Regions from separate parts of the Hordeum vulgare genome. Here all the other regions are linked to region 2. The links are chromatin contacts, called in public Hi-C maps. All regions are on one chromosome and are shown on one strand. Each heading gives the region's core, a stretch centred on a gene start, on an enhancer-like site or on the middle of the called end of the contact. The rest is flanking DNA. Distances are from core to core; before and after follow the strand shown. Region 1 has its middle 170 kb from the start of LOC123401558. Region 2 holds the start of LOC123401849 (serine/threonine-protein kinase Nek6-like). Region 3 holds the start of LOC123401558 (probable serine/threonine-protein kinase DDB_G0276461).

Region 1 (3,786 bases), core at 903-3,402, 290 kb after region 2:
GTGGCATCTCTCATGTAGTAAGCATACGGTGGGTAGACAAATTAATATTGGGCAATTGATAGAAAAGCGCATAGTTATGTGATATTCATGACAATGATCATGTGTATATATACATCACGTCCATAAGCAAATAGGTCGACTCCTTCCTGCACCTATTACTATTACTCCACCCATCCACCCCTATATATCTGGCATGCAACAAAAGTATTAAGTAAAACATAGTAATGCTTGGAGAACAATGACATGATGTAGACAAAGAGAACTCAATCAATATAAATTAACCCCATCGTTTTGTACTTAGTGGAAACAATACAAAGAAATATCTTGTCCCCTTCTGTCACTCGGATATAGAAACCCGTCAGATTGAACCCACTACAACGCATCTCTCTCACTGAAGAAAGATCAATCTACTTGGCCAAAGCAGATCAATCTACTTGGCCAAAGCAGATCAATAGATCGGAGAGATTTCTGAAGCTATAATGATCAGAAAATAAGAACCATATTGATTTCACAGAAGACTCAAATCTTTATCATGAATAAGCTGAACATAAACCCACTGTTCATCGGATCCCAACAAACACACTACACAAAAGAATTTCATCGTATAGATCAAAGCGAAGACGTGATGATCACTGTATCGAAGATCAAGAGAGAGATATAGTCATCTAGGTACTAGCTACAGACCCGTAGGTGTGTGGTAAACTACTCACACATCACCATGGGAGCAGCAAGGATGGTGTAGAGGCCCTCCATGATCGACCCCGCGACAGGGCACCTGAATAGGGCTCCAGATGGGCACACGGCGGAACAATAGCTTGCGGCGGCGGAAAAAGTATTTCGGGTGGGTCTCTATGGTTTTGGGGATTTTAGATGATGTATAGAGCAAAGAGGGACGATATGAGGTGGCAGGGGGCCCACCACACAACAGGGCGCAACGACCCCCTAGGCGTGCCCTGTTATGTGGTGGCGCCCTCGGGTGGCCTCCGGTATCCTCCAGAACCTTCCACGTCTTCTTTTGGTCCGGAAAAAAATCATATTAAAGTTTTGGGGCAATTGGACTTCGTATGGTACTGTAAACCACAAAAACAAAAAACATGTAGAAAAAAAAGACTGGCATGGGCACTAGGTTAATAGGTTATTGATCAAAAATAATATTAATTGGTAAAAAACACCCAAAAATATCCTAGAATGATAATATAATAGCGTGAAATAATTAAAAAAATATATAGATACGTTGGAGACGTATCAGCATCGTCAATTATTGCTCGTCCTTTAATAGGTAAATGTCAAAAACCGAATTTTTTATGTGACATGTTACTCAACATGTAATGTGTCGCAAGTTTGATCTAAAAAACGATGAATTAATAAGCATCAACATAGTAGTATAAATAAACATAAGCAACATAATCATCAAGTTTCAAAGCATACGATCCTTAAAAAATGTACACCCCTATTCATTTTATCATATTAGCATAGCATGCCTCCGTCCTCATCACATAAATACAAATGTCAAGCACCACAGTGTCAAGTCGGGCAATTGTATCGTACTTTTTCACGCGCTTCAGCTTTTTATTACTTGCATAATATATGAGCGTGAACCATGGTATACCATCCCAATATTCTAAATTTTGGAATGTTATATTACTTAAGTAAAATTGATTGTATGCTTGATTGTTTGGTTGAAAGTGAGTGGAATTTCAAATGTTTTGTAAAATTCAAATGACAGGAATAAAAGGACATTCCCAAAAAATCCATTTGAATCCCTATATCCATTGAAGTTTGAATCTTGTCAAAATTCTCTCATAAACAAATGATATGAGAGAAGGAAAACGGTACTCCAAAATCAGAGGCAATGTTTTGTTTGACATTCAAATTTTAAAACAAAAACTATTTGCAATTTATTGGAAATCAAAATTCCCTTTCATTTTGAAGTTATTGCAAAAAAAATGATTTTTAAGTATTTTATTTTGCTATAAAATGTTCATGTTTTAGAAAATTTTATTCTAAATTTTTTATGTATAATATATTTTGTATTTTGTTTTGCCCTGTTTTTTCTCTTAAAAAACTGCGCCCAGCCAGACAACACTAATCTGACCGGCCCACTGGCCTAGGCCATCCCAGCGCTGCCCCAGCACCCTGCACGCACGAGCGCTGTGCGCACACGCAGCCGGAGCTCCTACCACTCGTTGCGCCACGAAGTTCCTCGCACGCACACGGGGTCGTCATGACTGGACCGGTCTAATTTTTTTATCCCACGAAAATCAGGTAACTATTTTTTCCTTTTTTGTTCTTTTTTCCTTTACTTTAAAAAGTTCCTTTTTGACTCGTTTTTTCTTTCCTTTTCGAATTCGAAGAACAATTTTTGAAATTCCAGAACATTTTCTGAATTTACAAGCAAAGTTTGTGAAACAATTATTTTTTAAATTTGAACATTTCTTAAAAGCAAGGATATTTTTTGAAAATTAAGAACAATTTTTTAACATGAAATTGCTAAAACAATTGAACAAAATTTTGATATTCTCTACAGTTTTTGAAAATATCAAACATTTCCTTAAAATGCTAAACATTTTTTGAAACTCCCGGACATTTTGTGATGTTATGAGTGTTTTATAAAAACGGAAACTATAGAAATTTAGAATATCTTTTTAAACAACAACAAAAAATTCCCGAATTTGAAGAATGATTTTTCTAAATCCCGAATATTTTTCAAAATCCTGAACATCGTTTGAGAATTCAGAACATTCTTTTAGAAAGAAAAAACAATTTTTAAATTTTAATAACAATTTTTGAAAATTCCAAACATTTTTTGAAAATTCAGAACATTTTTTAAAATCTAAAACATTGTTTGAAAATACATTAAAAAAGTAAAAGCATTTTTTTTTTGAATTTGAAGAATATTTTTTGAAAATCCAAAATATTTTTTGAACATTCAAAACGTTTTCCACAGCCGTTTTTTAAAAATAAAAAAACAATTATCAAATTTGAAGAACAGTTTTTGAAAATCCCAAACATTTTTTGAAAATCTAGAACATTTTTTCATATTGCACAACATTTATTGAATCAAAAACAAAAAAACAGAAAAGAATAAAGAAAAAAGAAACTGAAAACCGGTTGAGGGAACCTTCTACAAGTTTTCCAAAACCGGAAAAAATAGACTGGAACCTTTAGAAGGTTCCCAAAACCGGGATCACTACAACCCGCTAATGTGCTCACCCATATGGTATCGATATCTTTTGAAGCGTGTGCGAAAGCTCGAGTGGTTACCGCACAAAGCGACGAATAGCATATTCCCACGAGCCCGCCACAAAGCCAACGCTACACGCCTCCTCCTCTCGCTCGTGACTCTCTCTAGCGAGTCCCTCTCCCTATCGTTATCTCTCACAGGCTAGGGCCCCATTTGGTCATCTTCTTCCTCACGCGAACATGAACTCATGTTCGTGCACGCAACCGTACGAGTCCGTTTTAATCTCGTGCAAATCCTATCCTCAGTGAACCCGTGTCCCAAGTTTTATGTTCTATGAATAGCCTAGACCCTCCTTGACCGATTCCCCTCGAAACACCTCCCCAAAACCACTCTTATCGTCCACGAGTTCGCGTTGGGTCTCGTCGTGGCCGAGACGGTTCACCGTAAATCCCGATGCCGGTGAGCAACTACGACCTACCAAATCTTGTCTCTCTGACTACTCTCGTCTAGGCACACTTCTTTGACACCGTCTCGATCTCCATGAAGCATCGGAGACTTGCCCTAGACCTCGCCCGACATTGTCGGAGCACGAAGTTCATCTT
Region 2 (4,132 bases), core at 174-2,673:
AGAGAATGAATACACACGTCATGATATTTCCATCTGAGCAATGAAGTTGTGTGGTAATTTGAAATCAGCTTACCAAGTCGTATGTTGTTATCCTTGGTTAACAAGATATTGGAACACTGCAATGCAACAGGTGGTGAGGAAAATGTTAGGAGATGCTGATGCCGTGGTAGAAATGATGAATCCATGGGGGGGCGGCAGTTCTACTTTACCTTGAGGTCACGGTGGAGCACACGGTTGCAGTGCAGGTAGTCAAGGGCCAAGAGCAATTGTGTGAACCACCGGCACACCCTCTTCACATCACACAACACAAGGAGCAAACATACAGTGAGTTTCTGAAGCCTGAACATGTAGGAGTAGCATTATTATTCATCAGATTACAGTAAGTAGTAGTGTTGGTACCTCTTCCGAGAAGAGGACGCCTCTTGCCTTCTTGATCCTCTGCGCCCTGTGAATTGGACGTGAGCGAAGCAGCGGGTAAGGTGACCGTAAAAACAAACGGAGGAGGCAAAGTGCAATGAGATCTTCTTACATGTCACCACCTTCGCAGTAACTTGTGACGATGCACACGGAGGTCCCCTGCAAGAAATTCAGTCCGAGACGAAGGCCCAACCCAATCAAAATCCTGCTCTGCTTTAGAATAGAAGAAGAAAAATGCGCAGTGCAGTGCAGTACCTCGTCGACCCATCCGTCCTTGTACTCGACGATGTAGGGGTTGCTGAGGCTGGCCATGAGGGACATCTGCAGGCCGACGGAGTGCTGAGGTGAGGGGTGGAATTTGCGAGGGCTTATCAAGGTTTGAGGTGATTGATTGTTACCTCCTGGTAGGCTGTCCGCTGGAACTTGTCGTTCTGCTTGGTCAGCCGAATCTTCTTCATCACGTACCTGCACCCAGAAAGATTAGATTGATTGGTTCAAGGGAAACGGCGGAGAAGAGAAATCTGAAGCGAGGCCGGCTGCAGTGACCTCTTCCTCTCGGCCTTGTGGTGGACGAGGTAGGCGGTGCCGTAGGCGCCCCGGCCGATCTGCTCCACGACCTCGTACTGCTCCATGGGATTCCTTGCCTTACCTAGCTCTTGCTCTTTTGCTCTTGCTCTTGCGTGCTCGTCTTGTGGCGCACTGTTGCTGGCGGTGGCGGCTGGGCGCGTATAAATGATTCGATGGTGCTCAGGTGAGGACACGGGCAGGGCACGGCGCTGGTGATGATGGTCGCGGAGAGGAGAGCGTGCATGCACTGCAGCTGCACGCGTGTGGAAGTGGCTCAATAATGGGCGGCGCGCTCGCTCTGTGTGTGTCGGGTCGGGTGTGGTCGAGGTCGACGAGGAGGAAGACGGAGATCAAGGAAGGAAGGAAGGAGTGATTTTTGGCGGTGGTTAGGGCGTGCTTTATGTGGAACTCAACCTAATTAATCCCTCGTCGGTTCATCATTCCACTCTCTAGCGGTCGCATAGAGTAGTGGAAGAAACGTTGCGCCTGCGGGTGGTGGAGTGGGCCCCGACTGACTCACGGTGGATGGAGTAGTATTCTCCTTTTCTCTCGCTTTTTTCTTGAAAGAATAATGTACTCGTAATATTTATTTATATTAATAACATCAGCAAATGTGGCATCTCTCTCAAGTCTGAAGAAGTCCATCCAGAGAGAAACGTGTGCGTGTGTGTTGGGGTCGGCTGCCGCTGCTCCTGCTTGCCTTTTCCCTGTGAAAACAGCACCGACTAGCATACCCTTTGCCCTTCGGTCTGTCTGCCTGGCTGGCTGGCTGGCATGCAGAAGAATCAACAAAGGTTCACTGTCCATGGCATGTGACAAACTGTAAATGCCGTCAGCACTAGATAATACCACTACTCCACCCACCCCACTGGTACGAGTATAGTGGTGTGTGTTTAATATAGATAGCCAGTGTCAGTAAATGGCGAGCAGTTTCACCTTGTGGCCATCCAGGCAGCAGCAGTATCGCGCATGTGCCTTTCCTTGGGAGGCGTGCAGGGATCGGCGCCAGTATGCAAGTCAATGTCCAGATTTTAGGACACTGCCGTCCGCACGCAGCACTGCCCTCTCAGGTCCGGTGAAAATGCTTACTGCGGCACAACCGGACAACTCAAACTCATCTCAACGTCCAAACGGACCACCACGAATCCATTCACACGAGCGTCTTGAACGGAATTCAAATGTCCACACGGACCGGCACTCCATATCTCCCCTAATAATAAAGCACCGATCGCTTCTGTCGTCTGCCGCGGCATTTTTGCAAAAAGGCCCTTCCGTTTTCAGTTAATAAACCCGCAGTCCTTTCTTAAGTGAAGAAAACGTTTCACTTTTATTATTAAGACCCTATGTTTTCTGAGGCGAGGAGGCATGGCGGCAGCACACGGCACGCTCGCCAGATCCAATCGGCGGCTGCGCGGGACGCTGCTGGCAACGGGCGGCGCGACGGCTGGGCGTGGGGGCTTCGGCTCGGCGTTTCTGGCCGGGGGAACGGGCGGTGCGCCGAGGTGGTCGCCTGGGGCGCCGCCGCGGGACGCAGCTGGCGACGGGCGGCGCGACGGCTGGGCGCGGGGGCTTCGGCTCGGCGTTTCTGGTCAGGGGAACGGGCGGCGCGGCGAGGTGGTCGCCTGGGCACGGCGTGCGGCGGGGCGGCGACGGCGGCGCGAGAGCTTGAATGACGGGGCGACGCTTGGGAGGAGGGATTAGGCGGAGCATCTGGCGGTGGAGGAGATCCTCACCGACGGGGGTCACCGGCGTCGAGGTGCGTCTCTCCCGGCCATGACTGCGACCACCCCTCTCCTTCACCATCCTGCGACCATGCTCGTGGCTGCGTGAAGTGTCGACCTTGTCACTGCCGCCGGCCGCCTCCTCGCCGCTGCGGCGAAGGCCTCGCGTCTAAAGTCACCCGTCGATGCGGCCCAGTGGCTACGCCGTAATTACGTGACCTCCTAGCCGCCGCTACGCAGCTCCTAAATGGTCTCCTCTCTGCCTTCTCCGAGCAGGTTCATGATTTGGTCTTCTTCTTCTTCTTCTTTGAGAATAACTTGGTGACTAGATCATCCAACGAATCATATTGCAGCAATGCCCAGTCGGTAAATATGTATATTTGTGTTTAGGGGCCGCTAAGGGAGGTGGTGTTGGATATGAAGTGGGAGGTGGAGGTGAAGGATTGCCTGCAGGTGGGAGCGAAAGATTTGGAGGGCTTGCTTATCATTGCCAAAGATCTCATGTTTGGTGCTTCAAGGGCTTCTTCAGGCCACAGTGAACTCTAAGGTTTGATGACACCTTGTGTTTCACTTATCTTTCCTTTGAACTATCATATTCCTGCTTATTTGCTTTCAATTTAGAATTTTGGATCTTATACCTGTTATACATCCTACCATGGAATCAATCAACATCCTGTTACTGATAAGCATTTGAGAGAGTGGATGTGCGAACAATGTAAGATGCATAGTCCATACATGACCTCTTGGCTGTTGGAAGTAAGTAATTGCAGAGTATTTTGGAGCATGTTCTGCTTGCTCTTAAAGAAATTTTGTAGTTGAAAATAGGTCTTTGGAAGATCCAGCAGATTACTGGCTATAAATTATAAGCAGATAACCCTTCTTGCAGTAGCTCAACATATGTGATCTGTCTCGTACAAGAATCACTAACCATACTACCATATCCAAGCAGGTGAGTCCTGACCAAGAAAGTGCATCCAGTTCATTCTTTCCTCCATCGATGGAGAATGCTTCAGATCAAACAGTTCACCTACACAATTAAAACTGCTCCGGTTTGTCTACTCTGCATACAGCGCATCATGTTAAGCTATCTTATCTCTTTGGAAAAAGGTTAAGCTGCCTTATCATGTCCAATTCAGCTGGCGACGGGCTGCATCTGCGATCAATCAGAAGCAAAAGTGAGTTGAGGCAGTCGGTCAGAGAAAGGAGAGGCCGGATGTGGCAATCAAATGGCAATTCATGGGGTTTCCTTCTGCATCTGTTTTTGGGTGAGGATGGGCGTGTACCTCGACTTGCCGTTGCAACGATTGCACGTAGTTTATGATCTCGTCCAGCATCACGGCCTTGCCAACCACCTGAAACATGCAACATTTTCCCGGGTTTCATCTCTGGCTGAACCTAGCAACAATTGCGAAATGATGGGTGCAGAA
Region 3 (3,914 bases), core at 614-3,113, 460 kb after region 2:
GAAACATTCATGCAGGTAAGAGCTGCTTGCAATATTTGCCCACATGCAGATAGCTAAGCTACAAGGTATAGCGATTCGGTACTACAGGCGAGAATACAAAGTAGTATAGGCAAACAAATAGCAGTGGGCAGTTTACTAATGTACCATCACTGCAGTAGTTGCTAAGTAAACTTAAGTCTACTAATTAAATAGTGAAAGAGAACAACATAACTGTGCAGAAATCTGACTTGTGATATTTGATAACAACGCTTACCACTGATCGTTCTTATAGAATGGGAATAAAACATGATTCAATATCTGTAAATGACTCATTCCATGTACCTATGTGCAATTGCTGGTGACTGCCCATGCATGGCAAAAACCGCGTTGCAAACGTCTCTGAATATCAAAAGCGCTTTCTTCTCCTCATAGTAACCAGTACCTCTGCTCTCCATCGCACTCACCAAGGACTTCTCGCAAAACTCCATCACAAGCAATGCCTCCTTTGTGCGGCCCATGTCAAAAACATCATGGGCAACCAGTGTGACGACATTGGCATGCCCTTTGAGGAGATTCATCACCTGGATCTCCTTCATGACAAGATCAAGCGATTCCGAGTCATTGCAAATGATATGCTTCAATGCATACTGCTTTGACGAGTGCAATGAGTCACAGGCGAGATACACACAAGAGAAACCTCCTTGTGCAATGGCATTGCGTACTGTGATCTTCACATTCCTTACATCAATGGTGCGGCCTTCCAATCCAGTCTGTACTTTCCCCCCAAAGGGATTGAACCTCCGCATTCTCAGAATAACCAGGAGGAAATAAATGAAAACTCAGGGTTTAATACTTCTCCTAGTGATTCTGCATAGATAAAAGAGGTAAAGAATGAAAATTCGGACGTGCACAACAAATACAAAGACAAATATTTACTTGAAGAGAATAGAACATGATATTGTCTAACAGTCTAAGAAGCCCACGAGTGAAATGCCAAATACTCTAGCTTCAACAGTAAGATTTCTTCTGCACTGGCATCTGCATTGAGTGGTGAAAATCCTAGAATTATCACTTATAGGGTGATGTTTGGTATTCTATTTTTCTCCATGAAGCAATGTTCAACCACAAAAGCATAACCATCAGAATCAAGTGAAAACAAGGTGCATGATCCAACTTCAATCCTGCGTGTTTCCTATCCCTGGGTTCATGAGAGGCCCTAAGAATTTCAGAGTTCTCACCCGGTTAGAAGTTAATCACTCGCACCCAATCTTAACTGCAAAGGTCTTAAAATAACCACTTGTCTTGGCATGATCTAACTAAAATATGAACGAGGACAGAGAAATAAGGCCGGATCTACATGATGTGCCGAACTTATGGATGTTAGTGCGGGTTGAAGTGATCACTGGATGACCAGCAGTAGAAGTTCATACCTACCTCAAAAGCCAATGCCCAAGATCGCGATGAGGTGGAACGGGAGCGACAGTGGCGGCGACTGCTGCAGGGGTTTGGGGTGCGAGGCGACGGCGGAGGCGCTAAGCTACGGCACGACGGCAGCAGTAGGACAGCAGCGGAGATTTCATAGCCGCATTGGGTCGGATCAGAGCTTGGGTGGAAGACGGGTCATGAGAGGGAGGGAGGGGAAAGGTACGGGATGGTGGAGAGGAGAAGTTGGTCAGATTCCAAGGAGGAAGGGGGCGCACCTCTTAGATCGGAGGTGGCCTCCGAGAGGCTCGCCGTCGCCGTCAGGAGGTTGAGACCACAATCCCGTGTGGGGAGGAAGGTATCTCCGGCTCCGCCTCCGCGTCTGGGATGCCTGGCGGAGAGAGAGACGAAGAGAGGGAGAAAAGCCGCGACGTGGAGTGGCGGTGGTGGAGCAGAGGTGGCCTGTGCGCTTTGCCCCGTGCGAGCGTGGTTACAAAATATACTTTGGATAGAGTAGTAGTGCTTATTTGGAAATTTTGTTCTTTTCCTCCGTTTTTTAATGATGAAATGCCTAGCTTTCTCAAAAATCTACCAGATATATTAATCAAACCACTGGTACAGAAACCCCTAAAAATGGAAAATTATTCAAACCCTAGACCTATTGTCTTCTTTCTCCTCAACAGGCAGTCGGTCTTTATTGTTCGCAGGAAGTCATCAAATGTCTCGGTCCTACTTAAACAATGTCATACATAAGAAATAGTCGAAGCATCTCTACTATTAAAAGCACGAGAGGGCAGATCCAACTTGTAATATTAATCGTTGGATTAGCAATTTAATGGTTGTTAAGCAGACTAACGAAACTTTAACGAAAAGAGCACTAACTAAACGCTAACCCCTCCCACCCCCCGCTTCGGATTATCCCGTACGTCGCCATCCCGCAAACCGCTCTCGCACCCACCTCCTCTTCACGCCGCGAGCCGCTCGACGCTCAGCACTGCCGTCCCTTCAACACCGCCCGGCCCGGCCGCGCCCGTTGCCCACGCCCGTCGCCAGCCCCTTCGCCCCTGATGCTGGCCGCTCCTTCACGCTGCCCCTTCACCCCCGTCGTCGGCCGCCCCTTCACGCCTCTAGCCCCTCCGCCCCCGACGCCAGCAGGTGGGGAAGGAGCGGGACGGTCTTCCTCCATCCAGGCCAGCCTCGCGAGAGATTCCGGCAGGGCTGTGATCAATCTGAGGGGAGGCTGGCAAGTGACCCGGCGCTGGAGGGGATCGACCTGAGGCGACGCGCGCGAGGATGCAGTGCACGACAGGATCTTGCCCATAGCATATGTGCGACGTCTCCTCTTCCCCGACGGTCACGGTTCGCCTCCGCCTCCGACCTCGCCGCCTCCCCTCCTCCCGCTCGCCTAACCTCCCCCAACAACAACAAGGGCAGCCGGTGACCCCGTCCCGAGCTTGCCGAGGGCGCCGTCCTCCAGCCCAAGATTTCTGCTACTAATCCTCCTCATCTTTGTCCACGGATGCTCCAAGCAGTAAGGTAGTCTCATCTCTCACATCCTCTCCTCTGTAATCTGCATTCCTGACCGAGTGATTGGTTTATGTATGTATCTATGTTGATGCGTATGTTTGATTCGTGATTTGTGTTGCTATTCTGTCCCCTCTCTGTGTAAGTTAGGGATTGCATATTTAGACATTAGTAATCAGAAATTTTTGACCTTATTTGTAGTACATGAAGGCTCCAAGATAATGCCTCTCTTGGTAAATAGATCCAAAATTTGGTTCAAAATAAGATGGTTTCTAATTCGAACAAATACAGATCTTTTCCGCATGCAGTAATGCTACTCTCAATGTTTTTGCATAAAAATCTTACGATTTTGTATTGAAATCTTTGTAGCTGTTCTTCCAGTTAAGTTGAGCTTAAAATGTTTGTCGTATTACTAGGGAAGCATTTGCCTTGCATGTCGTGATACCTTATAAGCACTCTGTTAATCATTTTTTTGTGATCAAGTTTACTATTATTTCTATCGCTCTCCAGTTTATTTGACTACACTCCTTTATATTAAGTTGATACAAGGAGAATAGAAAAGTAGTCCTTTACTTTGTTCATAATTTCTCTGATGTAGATTATAATAAGTTATATAACATAAATAGAATTTAATTTGTGTATGGTGTGGATTCCAAAACTAATCTGCTTTTATTGGAACGTTCTCTTGTACTAGAGTTTTTCTAAAGCTAATGGAATCCCCTTGTACTCCGTCTAAAGCTTTCATGATGACTACTTTTCCAAGATACATGTGACAAAGAGGAGGAGCTCAGGGAGCTGGATGTGAAAGGATAAAGTAGTCAGGAAGGAGAAATCATATGTTGGCTTAACTAATGCTTCCTAATCAGTATGCTTTTCATATTGCCGTTTATATTGAACTAATATAGTTCGCTTTTGGTTAAGGATCTTGACATGGCACCTAGTTGTTTTTTATTTCTTGTAGTTTTTGTTGATCTTCTCCTTCTTCGGAT

The links. A called contact is a pair of places that touch in the nucleus more often than the background predicts.
Region 1: a Hi-C map of seedling shows a contact between it and region 2, with 3 times the contacts expected there. The contact joins the enhancer-like site here to the promoter of LOC123401849 in region 2. A contact is called at or near these places in 3 of 6 Hi-C or Micro-C datasets (leaf and seedling) and 1 of 1 datasets of contacts at active chromatin or transcription factors (embryo).
Region 3: a contact with region 2 is called in a Hi-C map of seedling, with 5 times the contacts expected there. The contact joins the promoter of LOC123401558 here to the promoter of LOC123401849 in region 2. A contact is called at or near these places in 2 of 6 Hi-C or Micro-C datasets (leaf and seedling) and 1 of 1 datasets of contacts at active chromatin or transcription factors (embryo).

What each region holds. Positions count from the first base shown.
Region 1 is chr6H:320,157,844-320,161,629 of MorexV3_pseudomolecules_assembly, forward strand. No RefSeq gene overlaps it. Among protein-coding and RNA genes, the nearest start is that of LOC123401558, 170 kb to the right of the region's middle. Within about 2 kb of position 2,153, at least 1 of the 3 cell types and tissues checked has open chromatin away from gene starts, as enhancers often do. A contact at or near this core is called in seedling, where this site is marked.
Region 2 is chr6H:319,873,000-319,877,131 of MorexV3_pseudomolecules_assembly, forward strand. LOC123401849 (serine/threonine-protein kinase Nek6-like) reads right to left here and starts at 1,424. Exons shown (of 13, transcript XM_045095707.1): 1 at 964-1,424; 2 at 816-882; 3 at 673-738; 4 at 530-576; 5 at 400-445; 6 at 210-290; 7 at 74-116. The coding sequence starts at 1,049.
Region 3 is chr6H:320,331,624-320,335,537 of MorexV3_pseudomolecules_assembly, forward strand. It overlaps LOC123401558 (probable serine/threonine-protein kinase DDB_G0276461), which reads right to left and starts at 1,864. Exons shown (of 8, transcript XM_045095384.1): 1 at 1,680-1,864; 2 at 322-846. The coding sequence starts at 785.